Linked DNA regions of Mus musculus: region 1 is linked to region 2. Evidence: chromatin contacts called from public promoter capture Hi-C data. All regions are on one chromosome and are shown on one strand. The core of a region is the stretch at or near the end of the contact, and the rest is flanking DNA. Distances in the headings are between cores, read along the strand shown.

Region 1 (4,384 bases), core at 1,371-3,870, about 20 Mb after region 2:
CTGGAGTCTCCAGGCCTTCAAGGGCAATCTCCAAGGCTTGATAAGCTAGAAAACTCAACTTTCCCCAGAAATTGCCTTCTCACGTCATGTGCCCACCCTGACTCCCAAGTCCAGAGTCTGCCAGCCAGCATCTGTCTTGTTCACAGGGCTGGGGTGCTGAGCTGAACGCCTAGCTTCGCACCCACCCCTTCCCTCTTCTCCGAGGACCCACTTTTCAAGTTCCATGGAAGCTTCGAGCTTCAAATCTCAAGAGACAGGTTTGGCTGTTCCAGGGTGAACGTGCCAGGGAGGCCTCCCAGGCCCTTCAACCTCGGTGTTGCCTGGCATGCAGGTTTGTAATGCAGCAGGAAGGGTCTCCTGTTTCTCTTGGGAAAGATACTCACCCAGAATTATTATTATTATTATTATTATTATTATTATTATTATTATTATTATTATTATTTCTGAGCCTGCACTACTTTCCAGAGCTCAGAACAGCCAGGGCAAGGATAGGCCAAGGCTAATGGAAGCCGTGGTCCTGCCCAAGTGTCAGTTGTGCACTGAAGCTGTGGTGAAGTTTCCTTCCCTGGGCCCTATCTCTGACCGTTTTCCCTTTCTTTCTTTCTTTCTTTCTTTCTTTCTTTCTTTCTTTCTTTCTTTCTTTCTTTCTTTCTTTCTTTCTTTCTTCCTTCCTTCCTTCCTTCCTTCCTTCCTTCGTTTTTTTTTTTTTGACGTTCACTTTACTCTAGTTTTTAAACTCAGCACCCAAATCAAAACAAGCGCACAAAATGAAAACACAAGCCACTTCTTACGGGGGCGAGAGGTGGAGGCGGGAACTGCATCCATCCTAAGTGAGACTTCATTATCAGTCCCCAGAAGTAACCAAGACTCTTCCAACTTTCAAAGACCCTGGACAATGAGGGCGAGTGAAGGGGGAGGGGGCGGGAAGGAACTCACAGAGAGCGCCAAAAATGTTATGGGGGGGGGGGGGGACTACACCGGTGGCTAGCGAGTTTCAGGGTGTGCGCACTATACACAGACCCTAGAACTCCCAGCCTCCGGCCTGTGGAAGGCGGGAACTGGAAAGCCCCGGGGAGACCGTTGTACCGCGTAGGCGCCCACCACGCCGGCTCAGGCCTACGCACTCCGAGGGTCTGCAGATTCTGTGCTCGCACACGCCCAGCTGCCCTGCACTTCTGCCTGTCTTTGGAGGTCAACAGAGATCAGTTGCAGCAGTGCGGTCTATGGGAGAGGAAGCTGGAAGAAGAAGCGTCCGGAGTGAGCAGGCCGCAGACTCCTGTCGGTGCTGGGCTCCCGCTCCGAAAGTCCTTGGGATTAGGGATTTGGTCCTCTCTTTGCTAGACTGGCTCGCCATACTTTACATTCCCCAGTTATGACCTACGCGGATTTAGGATTAAGGAAAATGTGACTTTTAAATGGTTTCTGCTTCCCGGTTTTGCAGGATTATTTGAAATAGCTGGAAACGGAGTGCAAAGCATTCCATTCGAAATCCGCTTTTTGCAGAGTTGCTTTTGCGCGCTGCAAGCTCTGAGTTTTTGAGCGGCTGCGTTATTGTGCGGCCGCCTGGAGCTGCGGCCCAGTTCCCGCCCCTGGCTCACCCCTCCCACCTTCGGCACCTGCAGCTAAATAGAAACAGCAGGCTGGACCGGTGGGCTGCCACGGGTCGCAACCTTCCTGATACACCGGGGAGACCCGGAAGAGCTAGCATCCAGAAGCAACGAAATTGCTCTCCCAGTTGCACGAAACGCTCCAACGCAACAGTCTAAGAGAGCTAGGCCAACGGACATACAAGCCCGAGAGAGTATTACTCTGGGGCTCAAATTCAGAGCTCTCAGAAGGACCATCCCGGCCTCCCAGCCTGCCCTCCCCAGGCCACGCGCCAGGACCCCGCGGCTGCCCGAGCGGTACCCACTTGTTGATCCGGCGGGCTTGCTCATGCTGGCGGTCCCGGGGCGCAGCGGTTGGTGGGCACTGCCGGATTCCCGACCCACGGCGCCCACGTCGCCGCCGGCCGCCGCCGCTCTCCAGCCGCCCTCCAGCCTGCGAGGCTCCCGGGCGGGACAGACAGGTGGCTATTGGTTGTGCGCTGCCCTGCTCTCCCCGGCGCTCAGAATTCGTTCCACAGTGGAAATGTAAGCATCCTTAAGTTTCTTTCCCGGCTCTAGCAAAACTGCAGCTGCTGGGGATGCGGCTTGATGTGGACACAGTCTTGAACAGACAGATGGAGAGATGGACAGGCAGGCTGAAGAGGGAGGACAGCGCGAGGGGAATATGGAAGGACAGAGATGGAGACACGGAAATGGTCTTCCTACGGAGCAACGAAGGCGAACTTCCCCTCGTTCCCCATGCTTGGTACTGCTTCCAATCTCTCCCTCCACACAGGCGTGCAGAGTGGGCAGCTCTCTGCAGACTGCAGATCTTCTGTGGAAAGGCGAAAATCACAGCCGCAGTCTCAGAGGCAGATTAAGCTCCTCGCTGCCGGAGCCCCGGCGCCGAGAGGGGAAACTAGATTGCTGGGAGATCTTCCAAGGGGAGAGGTGGCCAGATCCGAGTTTCCGGGGACAGCCGCGCACGCAGCGGCGAAGGGTCCCCGAAGTTCATTACCCTGTGACTTTGTGCCTGTCGCTGCGGGCCGGGTCTCTGGTAATATCTCCAGTAGCGCTCTGACAGGCAGCCGCGGGGAGGGGAATAGGGCGTCCCTGGCCCACTTAGCTTTTCCCCCAACTCCTGGCGGGGTCTGACGTCAGCCATGTGCGGGGAGGAGATGGGAAGAGGGAGGGGGTTAAATGCTAATGATATTAATGAACCTCCAAGCGGCTTCCAAAGAAAATGCAAGCGCTCTCGGAGCTGACGAGTTGAGAGTGAATACGGGCAAGCGGCTCCGTGCGTGCGTGATGGTGAGGACGGAGCCGCTCTTGTAATAAAAAAAATATGAATTTTTATATTTCACGGGAAGGGAGGAGGGGAGGGGTGGTGGGGCTCTCTCAAAACGCTTTTCCCCTCTCTCCAGAATGCCAGACAGATAGATTCGTGGAAGATATTGGGTAGCTGTGTCTGTGTATGATTGTGTGCGCCCGGACATGGCCATGTGAGTTGGTTCATTGTTGGTCTCGCGCCCCTTCTGTTGGGTAAAACTTGGATCTGGCCCGAGGTGAGTAATTTATTCATTTTGCAACTATCTATGGAAAGCCAGAGCTGAGGTCGCGGTGCGCGGTCTTGGGGACTGGGCTGGGATCTTGCGGTCCCTCGGCCTCGGCGTGACGGCTTTGGGCACCGCCGCGGGGAGGGCTTCGCCAGCTTCTTGCAAACAAAACCGGCCAACCCGGAGCTGGCGGCGTCCCTCTCGCCTCCATTGCGTGTACTGAGCAGCTGAGAGGCAAAGCCTCAAAGCCTTCCCTCCTGCGGTTGGTCCCCAGCGGGCGTCGCTGGCTTACCCCTGCAGGCCTGGGGACTCTGGAGAGCTCCGCCACCTTCCTCCCCAGCCGGGTCGCCTACCCGAAATCCTAGAGCTCTCTGGCATCTTGGTCGTGGCGCGGCGCGGGGACAGCGCGCGCCGAGGGAGCCTTGATCTCCGATCTCTAAGAGATTAATTCTATTTAAGCTCCCTCCGCCGCTTGAACTTGTCGAACAAGAGCTTGCCAGCCTCTCCTCGGGGCGTGGGCCCGGCCGGGGGTCAGAGGTCGCGCCTCCAGCTCTCCAGACCGAATTGGAGGCTGGGGGCTGGCGAGCTGTGGACAGCGCTCCTCCTGGTCGCTAGCCCACCCTTCCCGCAGCTCCCTCCTCACCTGGCCGCAGTGCCTGTTGGAGTCTCCCGTGTGACTGCCTGGCCCTGCAGATCCAAGGACCGGGTCCCAACTCGAAAGGGCTGTATGCTCCTGTCTCAGGCCTCAGCACGTGAAAGCAACTTTTCCCGGATTGCCCGAGCCTGGGAGGCAAGGAACCAAGAGCAGCACACACAGCAACTACCAGGCTTAGGGCCAGGCCACTTGGAACAACCGAGAGGCGGGTGATCGTGTCCCATACCACCTCTCCTTTATGGTCTTTCAAACAAGGGCGAGTATAGGGTAAGCTGGGGATTTTTAGATGACAAGGAGGGAAAATTAACATTTTTTTTTTGACAGTCAACTTGGGCTGCCAGCGAGCCCTGCTCGCGGCACAGCTCAAACTCGAACTCAGTGCAAAGAGAGGAGAGGCATTTCCGGCTAGGGTTTTAGAGACAGGGTGCCAGGCTCGGCTTTTGGTCCTCGGGTCTAACTCTTGCCAGAGATCCAATTGATGCTGCTGTGGCAGACACCACCATCGCGATGTGGAGGCAGAAGGGGGGTGCTTGGTCAAGGACAAAGGACTTCAAGTGGAACTAATTTGCCGTGGGCAAAGATGTGGG
Region 2 (4,533 bases), core at 589-3,088:
GCACATTTTATTTGAGATCCTCCTACTAGCGAGGAAGCAAAACTGTCTCTTCCCTTTCTTTCTTCTTCCTTTTTCTGGACTGTTATAAAAAAAGTACATTCAAGTTTTTTTTTTTTTAATATTTAAAGATGAAGGTAGCAGCAATTATAAATGTTCTAATTGATAATCTCATTCTAGTTTTAGATTGTAAAAAAAAAAACACTACCCATCACAACAACAACAACAACAACAACAACAACAACAACCAAACCTTGTTATTTGGAAGGAAAATATTTTTCCTGGCGAAAAGTGTTTTAGTATCCCCTCCCCCAATTCCTGAGACAAGCTGAGTGAGAATACAATTCAAGCCTCTTTGTAAGTGCTGGCCAGAGGGATATCTAATCCTTATCATATGTAAACAAAAGTCCTCGTAAGGTGGTGGTATTCTTTGGAGCCTGCACGTTTTAAAATGAAATCAAACGAAAGAGGGAGTTAAAAACCACCTTAAACAGTAAAATACCTCTGAGAAAGTCGATTCAGGAACCAGCACTTGCTTTTCAAAAATTAGGCTCATTCATTGTGACTGGTAGTAGAACCCATGGCTGTTATTTTGTCCAGTACTAGGACCTGAGCGGATTTACTGATTGCGTTGACAGTGGCTGGAATTTCTGGGATTTAAAATGGTAATCTACTTAGCCAAACACAGAATATTTAAGTAGCTGGGGGGGGGGGGGATTTGCATAGACAGTTATGGAGGTGGAAGAACATAAATATGTCTGCATTTAATAGCCCTAAATATACCAGCGGAAAGAACTGACTTAGGTGCTTATAAGAATCGGAGGGGGAACTCAAGTTTGCTCTTAGCCAAAAGAGACAAAGTAAGATAGGTCTTCTGGGTGCCCAGCGTCTGCTCAGTTTCACGACAGAGGAAATGGCACCCTGCGCGGGGATCCCTGGTCTTTGCCAACTGAATACCCTCGGAAATCCCTTAATGGGGTGCCACGTCAAACCCTAGCACAAATCACTCGCGGGCTCGGGGCGCTTGGTGCAGAGAGCCAGGGCGCTGCGTGGAGCCCGCGCGGAGGTTCCCAGAGATGCTAGGGCGGCGATTTAACGAGTCACGCTCTCGCCCGCGTCCCCAGGCCCAGCCAGAGGCGCGGGAGGACTCACCAGGTTGACTGGGTGAATGTAACCGTTCTCGTACTTGTCGTTGGCCAGGATCTGCCTTAAGTGAGCGATGTAGCTGGACGCCAGCCTGAGAGTGTCCAGCTTGGAGAGCTTGGTGTCCGGGGGCACCCAGGGCAGGGTGGTCTTGAGCCTGGAGAAGGCCTTGCTCAGCACCCGCATGCGGGCCCGCTCACGAGCATTGGCCGCGTTGCGCTGGACCTGCTTGCCCTCCTGGCTGACCCCGCTGAGCGGGCTTTTCTTAGTGGGCGCCTTCCTCCTCTTGCCTAGGCCACCGCGACCCTTCTGTGGAGACCCGTTCTCGCAGTTGGAGCCCTCCTCGGTGCTCTCGTTGGAAGTTCCAAACTCCTTGTTGGAGTCCACTTTCAGGGAGTCACAGTCCAGCATCTCCACCTCTTGAAGGTCTTCTACATCGCTGAGGGAGCCAGTGGACATGTTTAGAGAGGTGGAGGGAGGGAGGGAGAGAGAGACGCTGAAACGGAAACGAAAGGGTCTCAAAAGTTTGGAGCTGCCACTTCGTGTGTTGGGTTTGAGGTGGGATCTGGCAGTCCCGTCCCCCAGCTTTCCCTTTACAGAGTCGTGGAAAACGATCACAAGGGATCCCGCGACAGGGAAACCAGTGCTCTATCTCCCCACCACTGGAGTCCTGGCCTTAACGGAGAGTGAAAGAGCGCCGAGGAATTTGGTGGACACTAAGAATTTATCTGGGGAATAGAGAGGCGGATCCATGCAGCCCAGGGGAGGGGCCTGCTAGGCCCAACAGACTTCCCAGACCCCTTTCACAAGCACAGGAGACTTCACGCTCAGACCTGGTTTCCAGCAACCGATTGCAACATGCCTGTACCGGATTCCTTCTTCCTCTCAAGTCAAGGAGTAACTTAGAACCATTGCCGAGACTCATCTCCTAAGGCCCCTTTCCTTTGAGGGAATCCCAACTGATTGCTCTGAGAACTCAGAGAAAGGGCCAGACCCTTTGCTCTAAGTGGCCTTTCCCCCTAAAACATCTCACAGTCACTCTTCCTCCCAAGAAATAACAATCAAAACCCTGCAGCCCTTAGTTAATACCGGCTAAGACCACAGGGCTTTACCAAGACTGCATTACCGTGCACTGGCTAACACAGAAGTCATAGGTCCTATTTGTCCGGACGAGAAGAGGCGTATTTTACCAAACCAAATGTTTGAAAGGAAAATGCTGATCGCTGGGACGATTTTTTTTTCCAGATGCATTTTACTGTTTAAAATTTACCTGAGGTAAATAGGGGAAGGAAGTGGTAGAAAGAAATTACTGGAGAGAAGGAAGGGAGAGAGGGTGAGAAGGAAGGAGGGAGGGAGGGAAAATAAGAAAAAGAAAATCCATTACCATCCAGTCTCTTTGAAGGTATCAGGGAATTGCTAGTGCATAGGAACACACTTGACTACTGAACACACATGTACACACAAACACACACACACACACACACACACACACACACACACACACCATACATGCAGTTGACTGGGAATGGGCAGGCGATGAGAGAGGTTATATGGATTTGTGGAACATATTTTGCGAGCTGAGAATCTTTCCAGTGAGATGCAACTCACTTCTCTCCTGTCTTAAAGAAGACTCTGTGGCTCCTGGCAGCCTCTCTTTGCCTGACACCTTTTGTAAAGACTGTATATTTTCTTCTTGTGCTTGCTTTCTCTTCTCCCATCCTCTGGGCTACTAGGGTTCCTCATAGAGAGCTGGCCTAATAAAACACAAAACAGGACTCATGGCTTTGGAGAAAGAACCTTTCCCATCCTTCATTCCAGCTGGGACTGTCTTTCTCAGGGAATGATAGTCATCTGGGAGGTAAGAAGAAAAGCAAAGGGAACAGGAACCCAGGGACTGAATGAAGGGAGATGAAATGGTTTTTGTTTTTTCCCCTCAGGAAAAAAAAAAAAAAAAAAAAAAAACCACTGTCAGATTTCGTAACCTTACAATTAGGCACTGAGGATTGGGGGCAGGAGCTAAGAGTAACTCTCTCCATGGCTGACTCTGAGTCCAAGCCACTCTGTTACACTTAGATATGGGTCTCTAATCCAGGCTCAGCTGGGAATTCACTAACCTCTAAGATTTTGTTTTGTTAGCAGAGATCTGTTTGCTTTCCCCCTATGCTGCAAACTAAACAGATTGTCAGCAAATCAGTCTCTATTAATGAATTAGTGAACCCTCTCCCCGCCCCCATAATATCTTTCTTGAGGACCCAAAATTTGCTAATCACCAGCGTGGAGATTTATGGGCTCCTATTTTCTGTTGTTTGTGCAGGTGGAGATTTAAATGACTGCATCCACTCCCAAGATTTATTGCAAGAGTGATTGATGTTATAAACCAGGAAAGGACTCTTCCCACAGCAGGGATGACAGAAATATCAAGTTGAAGTTGCCTTTGTCTGCATGCAACGCGTAAGCCAGTGCTACAACACAGACAGCTTTGAGAGAACACCCACCAAGCCTGCTCGATGGTCCCTGCAGATTTCCAAACCAACCTTCCTTGGGTTGCACAGCCATCTCTTTTCTCAGTTTCAGTAGGACCCGAAAGACATCTGCAAAGTGGCCACAAGTCTCCTAATGAGGTGGTGATAAAGACTATTGATTGGGGCATTGTTACATACCAGATTGCTAAGCTGTGGCAATTTTTATCTTCCTTCACCTTTGTCTTTTCCCTCTTTTGGGTGTGTGTGTGTGACAGAGACAACCACAGAAATGCACACATTCCTCTGAAGACTGCTGCTGTTTCTTCTGTTTTGTTTTGTTTTGTTTTGTTTTTCAGTGTTGGAAACTTAAAACTAACAGTTTCTGGAGGGGAGCATAGCTAGTCTTTTATCATAACCAAGTTTTTATGACTGCAATTAATTTTTCTTTATAGCAATGTAAGCAATAATTAAGTCTCTTGTTCATTTATCTCCCGGTGATATACTCAGGCTGGGAAGGAGTCGTGGGTTGATAATGAGGCTTGAGAGAGTCTGAATTTTTGCAAGAAATGACCACCAGTTTGGGGATAGGATGCGCAGAGGGCTGCCAGTTAGTTATCTTGATGCCAAATTCTGAAGAAAGGAAATTAATAATACTTCTTTTTTCCCCCCTGCTTGAATTTTGTATCTATCTCTGCTAATAAACACGGAGGGACAGATGGATGGGGAAGTGAACGATGGCTGGATTCCACTGAGCAGATCAGCTAGGCTGTAACTTAAGCTCTGCCAAATTCTCCCCAAATATAAACTATATTCTGTGAGAAGAAAAGCACTTCGAGGAAGCTAATTAACCCTTACAACAACTGGAGGATTGCTTTGAACATGGTCACTTCGCTGCTGTAAACAGAAGATTCAAGGTTTGAACACAGCAGGT

Evidence for each region. Promoter capture Hi-C pulls out the DNA fragments that hold promoters and counts their contacts.
Region 1: a contact with region 2 is called in a promoter capture Hi-C map of embryonic stem cells. The contact joins the promoter of Nr2e1 here to the promoter of Tcf21 in region 2. A contact is called at or near these places in 5 of 39 promoter capture datasets (cranial neural crest, embryonic stem cells, frontonasal cranial neural crest and 2 more) and 1 of 484 Hi-C or Micro-C datasets (embryonic stem cells).

What each region holds. Positions count from the first base shown.
Region 1 is chr10:42,580,970-42,585,353 of GRCm38.p6, forward strand. It overlaps Nr2e1 (nuclear receptor subfamily 2, group E, member 1), which reads right to left and starts at 2,621. Exons shown (of 9, transcript NM_152229.3): 1 at 1,913-2,621. The coding sequence starts at 1,937. It overlaps Gm38491 (predicted gene, 38491), which reads left to right and starts at 2,823. Exons shown (of 2, transcript NR_169130.1): 1 at 2,823-2,897; 2 at 3,011-4,384.
Region 2 is chr10:22,818,305-22,822,837 of GRCm38.p6, forward strand. Tcf21 (transcription factor 21) reads right to left here and starts at 1,839. Exons shown (of 2, transcript NM_011545.2): 1 at 1,150-1,839. The coding sequence starts at 1,599. Gm10824 (a long non-coding RNA gene) reads left to right here. Exons shown (of 5, transcript XR_380181.3): 5 at 3,455-3,638.